Linked DNA regions of Ovis aries: region 1 is linked to region 2. The links are chromatin contacts, called in public Hi-C maps. All regions are on one chromosome and are shown on one strand. Each heading gives the region's core, a stretch centred on a gene start, on an enhancer-like site or on the middle of the called end of the contact. The rest is flanking DNA. Distances are from core to core; before and after follow the strand shown.

Region 1 (6,232 bases), core at 1,161-3,660, 140 kb after region 2:
GTCACAGCTGTGTCTGTTGGGTCAGCCACGGGAGGAGAGAAGATAGCATGTCTACTGCGATGACTGCTGCGTCAGTCAGGAGAGAATAAATGTGTCTGCAGTTCCTATGGCTCCTCGAGTCTCCTTCCAGCCTCTTAGCTCACACCTTGCCTACCCTGGGTTCAGCAAACAGTGTGAACCCCAAGACGGTCGGCACTGTGAACAGGATTAGCAATACACCGAGACTGTGAGCCACGTGGCAGAGCAGTCCTGGGTTCCCTTACCCTACTGCTCTCCACCTGGGTGCCCCTTCCCAATAAAGTCTCTGGCTTCATCAGCATGTGTGTCTCTTCAGACAATTCATTTCTGAAGGTTAGACAAGAGCCCCCTTTCGGGCCCTGGCAGGGGTCCCCCTTCCTGCAACACCTGGACCAACAGCACCTGCATCCCCTGAGAACTTGTGACAAACAAACACACTGGGGCCCACCGCAGACTCAGTGAATCAGAAACTCGGGTGGAGAAGGGTAATCTGTTTTTACAACCCTCCAGGAGATTCCAGTACACACTGAAGTTTGAGAACCACTGCAGTGAGGGAATTTAGCTTTGTAAAAGAATCCCATTGCAACTCCATTAGGAAAGCTGGCCCTTTGAGGTTGGTGATAGGTATCCATGTCCCATTCTGCCCAGGACCCACCCACCACCTCTCACACCCCCAGCCCTAGAAGAGAACTGAGGCCAGCAGGTCAGATTTGCTCAAAGGCAAGACACTATATGACAAGAAAATGGTCTCATGACGTGACATATATATGCATACATATACATATATACTTATCGTGTACATCATGTATTTACATATGTGCATATTTGTTCCTTCTTACAATTTTGATGAAGAAATAACAAGGTCTTCACTACATGGAAATTCAAAAATGCACACACCACCTTGCAGTCTGAGGCTCTGCACTGCAATGACCCCTCTCCCCAGAGAAGCTCCTGGGACCCCATCCACCCTTCATGGGGGTTCCTGGGAGTTTGAGGATACTCCCAAGAGCTCAGTAAAGACTAACCAGTAAGTTGTTCCTGCCAAAATTCAGTTATGGGAAAATAAATTACTGCATACTTACCCGGATTACAATAATTGTAATCCGGGTAGTTACAATTACAATATTGCAATTGTTAAAGCCGTGTTTGATGAGCCTGCAGGAGGCCAGCTTTGTTTTCACAGGACCAGCATCAACACGTGGTCTTGGCGAGAGGCCCCCTGGGGACTGCCCCCAGGCCGCGGGGGAAGGGTGCAAAGATTTTTGCTCCCGGATGGGACTCCCAGGGACCCAACGGAAAGTGGGGCTGCTTGGGTGGAGCCTTAAGCAAACCACTTATTCCTTTTTTTCTTTAAGTCTCAGCAAAAGAAGACCCTGAATTTAGGGAAGATAGCTTCCCTGGTGGCTCAGAGGTTAAAGCGTCTGTCTCCAATGCGGGAAACCCAGGAAACCCGGGTTCGATTCCTGGGTCGGGAAGATCCCCTGGAGAAGGAAATGGCAACCCACTCCAGTATTCTTGCCTGGAGAATCCCATGGACAGAGGAGCTTGGTAGGCTACAGTTCACGAGGTCACAAAGAGTCGGACACGACTGAGTGACTTCAGTTTCACTTTCTTTCAGAGGCATAGACCGCATTTCAACTAATGGTCATTTTCTTATCTTCCTCCAGATGTCTGAGGAAGAAGACAGAAAGACAGACGACCAAGTGGAACGCAACCGGCAGCAAGGAGCCTGAAGCACGCATGCGCAATGCTGCTTCGGGCCTGCCTGGGTAGGTGGGACGGCGCCTGCGCTGTGGGGCTCCTAAAACAACTCTTGCCCAAACCTGCAAGGTTGACTGTTGCGTGTGCACGTGGTGCCAGAGTCTGTGGTGAGGGCTGGGTTCGCAGGTGCAGAGCTGGATGTCTCTGACCTGCGTGGACCCCGCTGGAAGCTCCACTCGCCTTCTCCTCCCCCCAAGCCTCGCTCCTTCACTCCTGTGTGTCCCTCCCTTAGGGAAGCCAACCTCTGTTCTTAAAGCCTTTCAGCACTTGCTGGGGGCAGGTGGCTTTGCAATCTGATGGCTGTTCTGCCCAGGACCCACCCACCGCCTCTCACGCCCCAAGACCTAGAAGAGAGCTGAGGCCAGCAGAGCCCAGGGAATGAAGCACAGGACACCCCCGCATACACACTGGAGCGGGGGCGGGAGATGGCACCCCCAGGGAGAGGATCACAGGTCCACCTGGTGCCACCAGCAGAGCCTGGGGGGCCACGTGGACGTGGAGTCAGACTACTGGACCAAGTGGATGGAAAAACACCTATATTTGGCTGGAATGTTTACAGGTTCTCTCATCTGGGGTTTGCATTTGGCTCAAGCCCTGAGAGGGTGTTTAATAATCTACCAGGTTGACTCACTGAAGCCTGAACATGGGTGGTTTAGAATTAATGAGGTAAAACTGCTTGAAATCCCTGGCCTGCTGTGCAGAACAGAGGCCAAAGGCTCAGGGAAATAGAACTGTGGAAATGGGTCTGCTGTTCGAAGCTGACTCAGCCAGCCCCTAATTGCAGCCCTCTCCCTAGAGGCCAGATGGCAAAAAAAAAAAAAAAAGCATCCTTAAGGAGCTGCGGGAGTCTGTCCTCTCCAAGCTGGAAGTGAAGTTGGGGCTGAATTCCCCATCTTGGTGGGAATAATGGGGCCCCCATGAAGAGAGCAGTGCCCAACCACCAGGGAGGAGGCCCAGGGACAGCAGGGCAACCATGTTGCTGGCTCCTTGCTCACAGGGTCCCTAGACCTGCAGAAAAGAGATGCCTGCCTGCTAAGTCCTGCTCAGCAGATGAAGGCTTGGAAATCCCAGGACTGCAGCCCAGTTCCTGGCCCTCAGTCAGTTCCCTGCACCCCTCAGGATGGTCCTTTGTTAGGTGTGCCCTCCAATGATCCTGTTTTGAAAGAGCCATCTGTTTCTTTCTGGGATCCTGATCTCAGAGGGCTGTGCACTCATGGCCTTTCATCTCAGTGGGGCTGATGGTCATTCCAAAAGCAATTATTTAAAAATTCATCAGGAAGTTCTCCTGACCACAAAGACAGTCCAACTGAAACGGAAACCAAAATTCAAGTAACGAGTGAAAAAAATGGGTTTTGATTTAGACTCTGGCTTGATAAACTAAAAATTATGAACATGGGTTAGTCTTATCTGGTTTTTACCCAAAGGTAAATTAGGCAAAACTGCATTTCTGCTCAAATTCTTGGAATAAGGAATAAGCCAAAGTGAGCGATGGCAGTGGGGCTCTCATAATGGTTCTGGCAAAGTTTTTGAGAGCATCACATCATTGTAGATCCTGTGACTGACCAACAGAGTACGTGCACCAGGGTGATCCTTTTCACAGAAATGTTTGGCCTGTGATTTTTCCCAAGAGCTCTTCATTCTCCTTTGAATTAAAGCTGCTGTGTTTTGAAGGCCTTATTATGTCTCCTTTGTCGGTGGTCTCCCGTGCATGCCAAGTCGCTTCAGTCATGTCTGACTCCTTGCAACCCCATGGACTGTAGTCTGCCAGGCTCCTCTGTCTGTGGACTTCTCCAGGCAAGAATACTGGAGTGGGTTGCCATGCCCTCTTCCAGGCGGTCTTATACCCGATTGTAATTCAGTCTAACTTTGCCAGCACCTCTCCCAGTAGTTTTGTTTGTGATTTGAGCAGTCCTCCAACCTTAATCGATTCCATGAAATCTTATGTCTTTTGCAAGACTGGAATTTTCACTTCGGCATCTGTTGGCAGCAGGCTTGTATTGTATTGCAGAAAATTTGACAGTCAGAAAAACTGACTGCCAGAAGTGCGGGCATGATGGTCAAAGACGGAAAGGTGCCAGCACTGCCCAGGGCTCGGTGTTGAGTGAGGAAGCCTTCTTTCGGTGGCCAGTGCACTGGCTAACACGGTCAAAGAAGCCAGACTGCTCTTGCTTCACTGTGTAAAGGGGATCCTAGCAACAAGCGGCCCACTCCAAGCCCCACCTCCAGCACACTGCCTGGCAGGCAGCTGGCTTTCAGGAAATACTTGCTGGATGAATGAATTGAAAATTATGGGAAAGGCATAAAGAAAAACGAAAGAGGGCTAGGAGACAGGACATCAAGGAGGGGTCTAGAAGAAAGCAGGTCAAAGGAGGCCTTTGTGAAGAGGTGGAAGGTAAAGATGAAATAGTAGAAAATCTATAAATTGGTCTCTGTTCCAGGCACAGGGTTACTGAAACCCTAGTCATTTTCTTGGTGATAAAATAACTAGGAGCATCATTGTTCTAATGTTTGGTCTTTGACCCCAGTTCTTGACACAGAGCTCCTAAATCCCTTGAAATTTCCTGGGTGATGGGAGGGTCTTTTCTTCCAATGAGATGACTCTGGGTGGCTCCTGAATGGGAGCTGATCTTACCAGAAAGACCAGCCAGGATGAGAAGCTTGGAGTTTTCAGCCCCTGCTCCCCGCAGTTCTCCAGAGATGGGATGGGGGCTGGAAATGGAGTTAATGATTGATGGTGCGTATGTGAGGAAGCCTCCATAACATTCCAACAGGATGAGGTTTGAGGCTCTTCCAGTTGGCTCTTCTGGAGCGTGATGCACCCCAATTCCATGGGTTCAGAAACTCCTGTGCTCAAGAGCCTTGTACCTGTTCCTCTGGGCGTTAATCTGCTTCTCTTATCTCGTCCTTTAATAAACTGGTAAATGTGCTTCCCTGAGTCCTGTGAGCGGTTCTTGAAAGTTATTGCATCCAGAAGGGAGGTGGGTCATGGATACCTCTGATTTGTAGCAATGTCAGACAGAAGTTGTGGGTCAGCTGGGGACCCACTCCTGGCCTTCAGCATCTGCTGGAGGGCCAGGCAGTCTCATGGGACTGAGTCCTTCCCCTGTGGGATCAGATGCTGTCTCTGGTGGGAGATAATGACTTTGGCCCAGGGCAGTGGTGGCCACGCAGAGCGACTGGATGCCAAACAGCACTCCTCTGATCTGAAGAGCCAGGGGACCAAGTTCAGGGCTACCACAACTACTGGAAGGTGAGCAGAGACTCCAGGAGCAGAAAAAGCCAGAAAGGAGGAGCCGCAAATTCTGTGGATACGTCTGCCCAGATTAGATCCATCAGAATTTCGAACTTCTTCTCATCAAGGATGGTCAGGAAAACAAAGAAGCAAGCCACAGACTGAATGAAAACATGTCTGATGGAGGGTTAAATCCAAAGAGATAAGAACTTTTAAAAATCAAAAAAAGTGAGACAAGCCAATTTAAAAAACTGGGAAAATATTGAACAAACATTTAACAAAGAGCGATATGTAAATATCCAATAAACCCATGAATGATGCTCAGTGTCTCAGATGGGAGCAGAGTTTTATTAAAGTGAGAAAGCTTCTGACGTAGACACCAGAAGGGGGATGGAGAGTGCCCCCCTTGCTGCTAGTCTTAGCAAGGGAGCTATATACATTTCAATTGCTTATTAACAGTGAGTCAAAAGAATGTCTCAAGAGTGTAAAGATCTTACCAGACCCGCTCCCATAATATACATTATAAGATGACAGGATTATTCAGAAGGGTCTTAAGAAGGAAAAACATGTCCTCAAGCAAGATGCTATACTGACTAAAACAAAGCAATAAAGAAAAAGACCTTTGTCCTTTTCTCCTCCTTGAGAACTCCAGACCCCTATCTCCTCCTCAAGAGCCCCAGACCCCTTTTCTCCTCTCAAGGGCCCTGGACCTCGTCCTCCTTGAGGGCCCCAGACTCCTTCTCAACCTACCTGAGAATTAGCTCTCTCATAACCTTCCAGGTGCCTCTGTCTCTGGGATTCTCCAGGCAAGGATACTGGAGTGGGTTGCCATTTCCTCCTCCAGGGGATGGATCTTCCTGACCCAGGGATCGAACCCAAGTCTCTTGCATTTCCTGCATTGGCAGGTGGATTCTTTACCACTGCGCCACCCAGGAAGCCCTTTTAGTTGTTTAAAGCCACCTAGTTTGTGTAATTTGTATAGCATAATTCTTAAGGGTCCTAGGATTTTCAGAATGATAAAAGAGCAAGGGCTTCGACTTCAAGTTACCAGCTGCATTAGCCTCTAATGAGAGAAGCAGCCTGTCCTCTGCAGATTTGCAGTCAGGCATTGACTTCTCTCTAGTATGAAAGTCCTAGAAGGCATCTTCTTCCCATGTAGGCTGTGCTGTCTACACTGAACAACAGAAGCCACCTTTGTTAACTGCTTAGCTAGACCTTCTG
Region 2 (6,260 bases), core at 2,633-5,132:
CTCAATTTTGGAAGCAATATTGGGGTGACTTACATGAATTTCAAAAGCAAGCACTCAGTGATGCATTTGTAAAAAGCAATTTTGTAATTACAATCTGAAATTGTTTGTTACTCCAAGAGTAGCCTGTAATTTCTAATATGCTTTTAGGGATGTGGTGGTGGTGGTTTATCAGCTAAGTCATGTTCGACTCTTACAACCCCATGGACTATGGCCCGCCAGGCTCCTCTGTCCATGGAATTCTCTAGGCAAGAACACTGGAGTGGTTGACATTTCCTTCTCCAGGGGATCTTTCTGACTCAGGGATGGAACCTGTGTCTCCTGCACTGCAGGGGCACTCTTTGCTACTGAGCCACCAGAGAAGCCAATTTTTACGGGTAGTCTTTGAATTTTTATACCGTGATTAAGTATGAGTGTTTTAAAGGGATCATGGATTCTGAAGTTCCTTACATACAATACATTTTCACTGTCAGAGTAGCCTGACCCTATTAAATGAATTCTTGCTCTTATAGCAGATAAAAGAATATTAAAGTTACACCCAACGCGTATATGTACTCTCAAGAACTTTCTTAAACATACACGCTCACAAGCTTTGGACACCTCTGTGTCAATGAAGCCAACATGGAACTTAGCAGATTTTAAGGGCTTTCTTTATTTGAAGAAATCATATGTGAAGACATTGAAAGGGATAAAAAGCAGATGACGAAAACCCAGGAATTGGGGAAACATGAAATCCGAAACTGTAAGATGGTGAGTTTTCTTCTGTTTCGGAGAATCCAAGGAGCCTGGAGGGTTCTCTGAAGTCACTGCCTCTTAATAATGACAGTCTAGAAATTTAAACACAAGACAGTAGGTAAGAGTGCCAGGAAGCCTGGAATCCAGGCTGAGAGGTTCCATGGGTTTTCAGAACTATAGCCCTCAGTCCAGCCATCCCTGCTGGAGAAGTTGCCTGCGGGAACACAGCCCCCTGGGGCCAGATGCCCTCTAGGGGTCCATACTCCTCAAATAATTGGCAGTTTTCCAAGTAGACCCTTAGGTCACTCAAAAAATCACTTGGAAACTTCTGGAAGAAAAAGCCATGCTCTTTGGAACATCCTGATTTCCTTAAAGGATTGATGCATTCTTCCCATCTTTTGGAAACATGTGGTCTTTCCTTGTCAAATTCAGGGTCAGGGACACACTGTAAGTAAGGGGGTGGCAGGAAGGAAATGGCCCCCCGGGACTGGCATTGGGGCAGGACCTGTCACCCATGGTCACGGGAGAGAGCATCAGGGTCCGCAAGAGAAGAGACCACATCTGCTTTGCTCTGGATCCTACCCATGGTGCCCAGCGCAGGGCGGGGCATTCAGAAGCACCCCAAATAGCGACACCAGCCAACTGTGCTGGGACCTGGGGCCGCTGCTGAGGGTCAGATGCTTTATACAACCATTACAAAAGACACATTGGGAAGACCCAAGCACTTAGACTATTTATTTTTTTAAAAAGCTGTCGTTGTTGAGAACATTCTCAAATTGACTTCTGAGATGGTTCACAATAACGGCGAGCCCCCACAAGAGTACGGTTTTTCCTGAACTGACCACCCGCGGGGTTTGGGGACCTGACATCGGGCATCCTGGCCAGCTGAGGACCTCCCCGACCCCGGCTCCCAGTACCCCTGAGAATTGCCTGTGTCTGGGCAATTGCCTGTGTTCTCCAACGTTACCTTCCACAGAGATGGGGAAGAAGCACCAGGGCACTTGGGGGATGGTGTCGGAGAAGCAGCACTTCCGGGACTCACACTCCTCAGGACTGATGCCGGGGTAGCCACAGTCCTTGCGGGCTGAGACCTCCATGACACACTCCTCCGACTCTGCAGGGCACCACCAGGTTTGGGGACAATAGGGGGATGCAGTTAGGCTGGTTCATTAGCCAGACACCTCCGCACCATCCCGCTAGGGGAGCACCTTGAGCTCACAGGTTCAGGGTAGCACCAGGGGCCCCTGGGACTGTCACCCCTGGACTAAATGTGGGCACCAGCGAGTGGCTACCCCTTCTTCCTGATGCCCAAAGTCAGAGGGAAAGTTGCTTCACCTCCCTGGGCTTGACATGGCTCTATAAAATGGAGTTGCCCACACTACCTCCTGGGAGGACCCTTTAAAGTTATAAAGCATTTGACCAAGAATTGAGTGGCTTCCCTGGTGGCTAAGTGATAAAGAATCCGCCTGCAATCCAGGAGACCTGGGTTCGATCCCTGGGTCGGGAAGATCCCCTGGAGAAGGGAATGGCAACCCACTCCAGTATTCTTGCCTGAAGAATCTCATGGACAGAGGAGCCTGGTGGGCTACAGTCCGTGGGGTTGCAAAGAGTCAGACATGACTGAGTGACTAATACTGACTAATACTAATACAAAGAGTTGACACCCAAGGATCCTTCCACTACTGGATGAGCCCTGGCAAACCGACCACCTGCCATCGGTTCCGTTTCCCCCAGAGCCCGGGAGCCTCCAACCAGCACCCCTGAGGGGTGTGGACGGGACCCAGGGCACTGAGTTCCACACAAACGGGTCTGCTTTGCAGACATAACTCTTTGTGTGCCTGCCTTAAAACAGGTGACTTTTTAAGTTGATAATATGCGCAGGAAAAACTCACTCTCAAAAGATGACTCTAGAAGCCTTAACTTAATTTCTTAATGTTTGGGTTCTGTTCGAAGTTAGGTTAATAACATCCTGATTTTAATGCCTTTATGTCCCTTAGAAGCTGGTTCAGGAGCCACAGCCAAGAGGGTCCTGAGACTCGCTCTTCCTTCAAATACAGTCAAGCAGTCAGATCCCCTGAAGTCTCCCTAAAAGGACAAACAGCTCACCCTCGGGATCTAATGTGGACATAGGAGGCAGAGGGCGTTTTCTCTTCCCTTTGGACTAGCCTGGGTGGTCAGGGAGCCTGGGGAAGCTGGGTCCTGGGCTGCAGGCCAGGGCTCAGGAGGGGACCTTGCCCGTTACCTTGCTTCGGGAGGGGATTGAAACACCAGGGGACCCCAACGACGCTGGAGTCGAAGCAGCATCCTCTGGAGAAGCAGTCGTCACCACTGATGCCCGGGAAGCCGCAGTTCACCCTGTTGTGGGGGTTCAGGCGCGAACACTGGCAGGCACCTGCAGAGAAGCCCAGGTCAGCCAGCGCCCCCCACATGAAACCGCCCCCGCCCCCGGCCAGTGCATCCAGGGTGCTCCATCAGCTCTGCTCCCGCCTTGTAAAGGTTGTCTTATCTCGCTCGTGTTTGAACCACGCGGCGTCCTTCAGAGGAATTGACAGGGCTTGGCTGAAAGTGTTTTATTAGTTTAAAAATAAAACCTTCTGGCCAGATGGACTCAGGCCAAGGTCAGGATGAAAGTGAGCAAGTCGGAGCCCCTGGGAGACCTCGATGGGCCTCCCACCCAGCCCCTCCTCCAGCTGGCCCACCCACACCCAAGGCCGTCCTGACCAATCCCGAAGGGGGTCCTCCTGGGAAGTCTCACCCCCTCCCCCACTGTCCTCCCTGAATGGCAGGAAGCAGGTGGACGCACGTAGGAGCCGGCTGCATGGCCCCCACCCCCAGTCCTAAGACACCTTCCCACCTCCTTCCCCACCATCCACATTTTCACTTCCAGGGAAACTAATACGAACGGAGACCCCCAGGGGGCAGGAGGCAAGGACCTCACACCCCGCCACCCCCACCCTCTGGGCTCTAGAAGGCTCCCAGGCTCGCTGGCTCAGATGCTCCACTTCCCCTCAGGGACCTGAAGCTCCGCTTACCTGGTTTCTGGGCCCCTGCCAGGGCGCACAAACCCAGCATGAGAAGCGTAGCCAGGAGCCAAGTGCCTCGGGGTCCCATGTTCACGTTCATCTGCACCCCAGGGCCACCAGAAGAGCGCACACTCCCCGCTGCCAGGGGTGTCTTATAAGCTTCTCTCTGTTTGCTCAGCAAGCAAGATAACCTCGTCTCTGCCTGTGGCACAATTTGTGGCCTTTGTTAGGAAAACGAGTTGCGTTGCGATAGCTTGGCCAGCAGGTGGGGGGGGGGGGGGTAGGAGTGACAGAGCAGAGCACTGGGCTCCCCGCAAGCACAACCAGGCCACCCCCCTGCCCCAGGCAGGGAGCCAGGTCATGCCAGGATGCCGACGTGGAAGATAGCACATGTGGCGCTGGGCACTCGCGGGGTTCCACCCAGGAAGGGAGAAGTTAGGGATTTCTCCTGATAAAGCACGCGGCTAACACCACAGGAATTTTTAAGTCCTGGGCCCAAGGCTCCCAGGGAAAATGAGCCAACTGCAGACAGAGCAGACCCCTTCTCCAGGAACGGGAGGATGGCAGGAGACCCTCCTCCAGGGCTCCTGGTCCCTGGTCTGTATCTCTGTCTTGGGGGAGGGATGGATCTCCATGGAGATGAAGCTGACGGGGTAAAATGAACAGCCTCAGATGAGTATAAAAGTGACAAGCTCATGTCAGCAAAGCCTGCATGCATGCTAAGTCACTTCATTCATGTCTGACTCTTTGCAGCCTTACGGACTGTAGCTCACCAGGCTCCTCTGTCCATGGGATTCTCCAGGCAAGAATATTGGAGTGGGTTGCCATGCCCTCCTCCAGGGGGTCTCCCCAGCCCAGGGAGCAAACCTGTCTCTCAAGTCCGCAGCTTGGGCAGGTGGGTTCTTTTCCACTGCTGCCACCATTTGTTTTCTTCCATGAGAACTGTCTGTTTTCTGAAAGATGGCACCTGTTAACCAGCCTGTGCTCAACATAAGATGCTCCAGGGGAAAGGGAAGTCGCTCAGTCGTGTCCGACTCTTCGTGACCCCCTGGACTGCAGCCTACCAGGCTCCTCCGCCCATGGGGTTTTCCAGGCAAGAGTACTGGAGTGGGGTGCTCCAGGGGAAGGGGTCTGAAAGTGGGACCCAAAGAGGCAAAAGAGAAACGGGGGGATGCACCCCAGGGGAACAGAGGGGAGATGGGGTGAGGTCAAGGAAGCTCACGGGTCCCCCAACTCTGGGGCACTTCTGGGAGCCACCAACCTGTCAAGCATGGCTTGAGCAGCCGGGAACTCGAAGATGTATGGGGTCTGGAACTCTGGGTCTTCGAGTCCGGAGAGCAGACCTGCATGCTCGGGGCTTCTGCCAGCTCCAGTTCCAGCGCCTACAGACTGGACCCCTGCCTAGATCCCTGCCGAGCAGCCCTGGAGCTCTGTCTTATCGAACTTTGAAAAAGTCACCTTTCCCCACCTGTGTCTCTGCCACCCTTCTTCACTACCAGGACACAGGACTCTGAGTCTTCTCTTCCAGCTTCTCAGCCCCACTTTCGTCTCTGCTTCTTCCCTCTTCCCAACTTCCCACTGTCCCATCCGGGCCTTTTCAGGATTCCTGCTGAAACCAGCTGATCCATGCCAAAGAGACGGCTCACCAGTCCCTTGGTCTCTGGCCTGCATCCTCCTTGGGAAGCTCCTTCTGCCTCCATCTGAGGTGGAGCTGCTCAGGCTCCCACCCAGGGCACCATCCGTCCACATGGTGTTTTTGCTTTTAGAAAAGGGCACATTTTCTTCAAGACAAGCTACTTCCACCTGTGGGGAAGTCATTATGGAAGATGCAGTGTCTACTGTGTGAGCGGCACCCACCTGAGTGTGGACCGTGTGCACAGAACAACCTCTAAGCGGTGCTGGGTGACTCTGATGGGAGTTGGGTGGCTCCCATCACCTGGGGTCAGGCTGGGGGTTGGACGCTGACCTTGAGCCACAGTGTCACCTAGGCTGTTTGAAGATGCATCTTAAAAAAAGATCCCGCATTCTGCAACTAAGTCAAACAAACAAGAAGAAAAAGAAAAAGTTTTACAGCACCCGAAGACGCACCGCAATCAGGGGAGCATGTTAAGAATTACAAGTGATCTCTCATCTGAAACAATGCAATATGGAAGGCAACAAAATGATATTTAAGTGCTAAAAGAGAAAACCTTGTCAAGTCAGAATTCTATACTCATGGAAAATTCCTTCAAAAATAAAGGCAAAATACTTTTTAAAAAATGTGTATATATATATTTAGAGTGGGTCTAGATTCACAGCCGAATTGAACAAAACAAACAAAATATAAATTTTTTTTTTAAGTCTTTTAGACAAAAGCTGTAGGAAGCTGTAACTTGCCAACCTATCCTCCAAGGAATCCAAAAGTGACTGAAGCTGCGGTGGTCTCTTGGTGCAGGGCATGAGTTCTCCTGTCTGCTGCAGCCACTGCCCACCTGGCTGGGTTTATTTAGCTCTGGCAGCTGTTGG

What was found. A called contact is a pair of places that touch in the nucleus more often than the background predicts.
Region 1: a contact with region 2 is called in a Hi-C map of liver, with 3 times the contacts expected there. The contact joins the enhancer-like site here to the promoter of TFF2 in region 2. A contact is called at or near these places in 3 of 16 Hi-C or Micro-C datasets (blood and liver).

What each region holds. Positions count from the first base shown.
Region 1 is chr1:263,433,776-263,440,007 of ARS-UI_Ramb_v3.0, forward strand. No RefSeq gene overlaps it. Among named protein-coding and RNA genes, the nearest start is that of SLC37A1, 18 kb to the right of the region's middle. Within about 2 kb of position 2,411, at least 13 of the 54 cell types and tissues checked have an H3K27ac peak or open chromatin away from gene starts, as enhancers often do. A contact at or near this core is called in liver, where this site is marked.
Region 2 is chr1:263,295,617-263,301,876 of ARS-UI_Ramb_v3.0, forward strand. It overlaps TFF2 (trefoil factor 2), which reads right to left and starts at 3,883. Exons shown (of 4, transcript XM_004003362.5): 1 at 3,765-3,883; 2 at 2,975-3,124; 3 at 1,700-1,846; 4 at 626-824. The coding sequence starts at 3,855. The coding sequence ends at 811.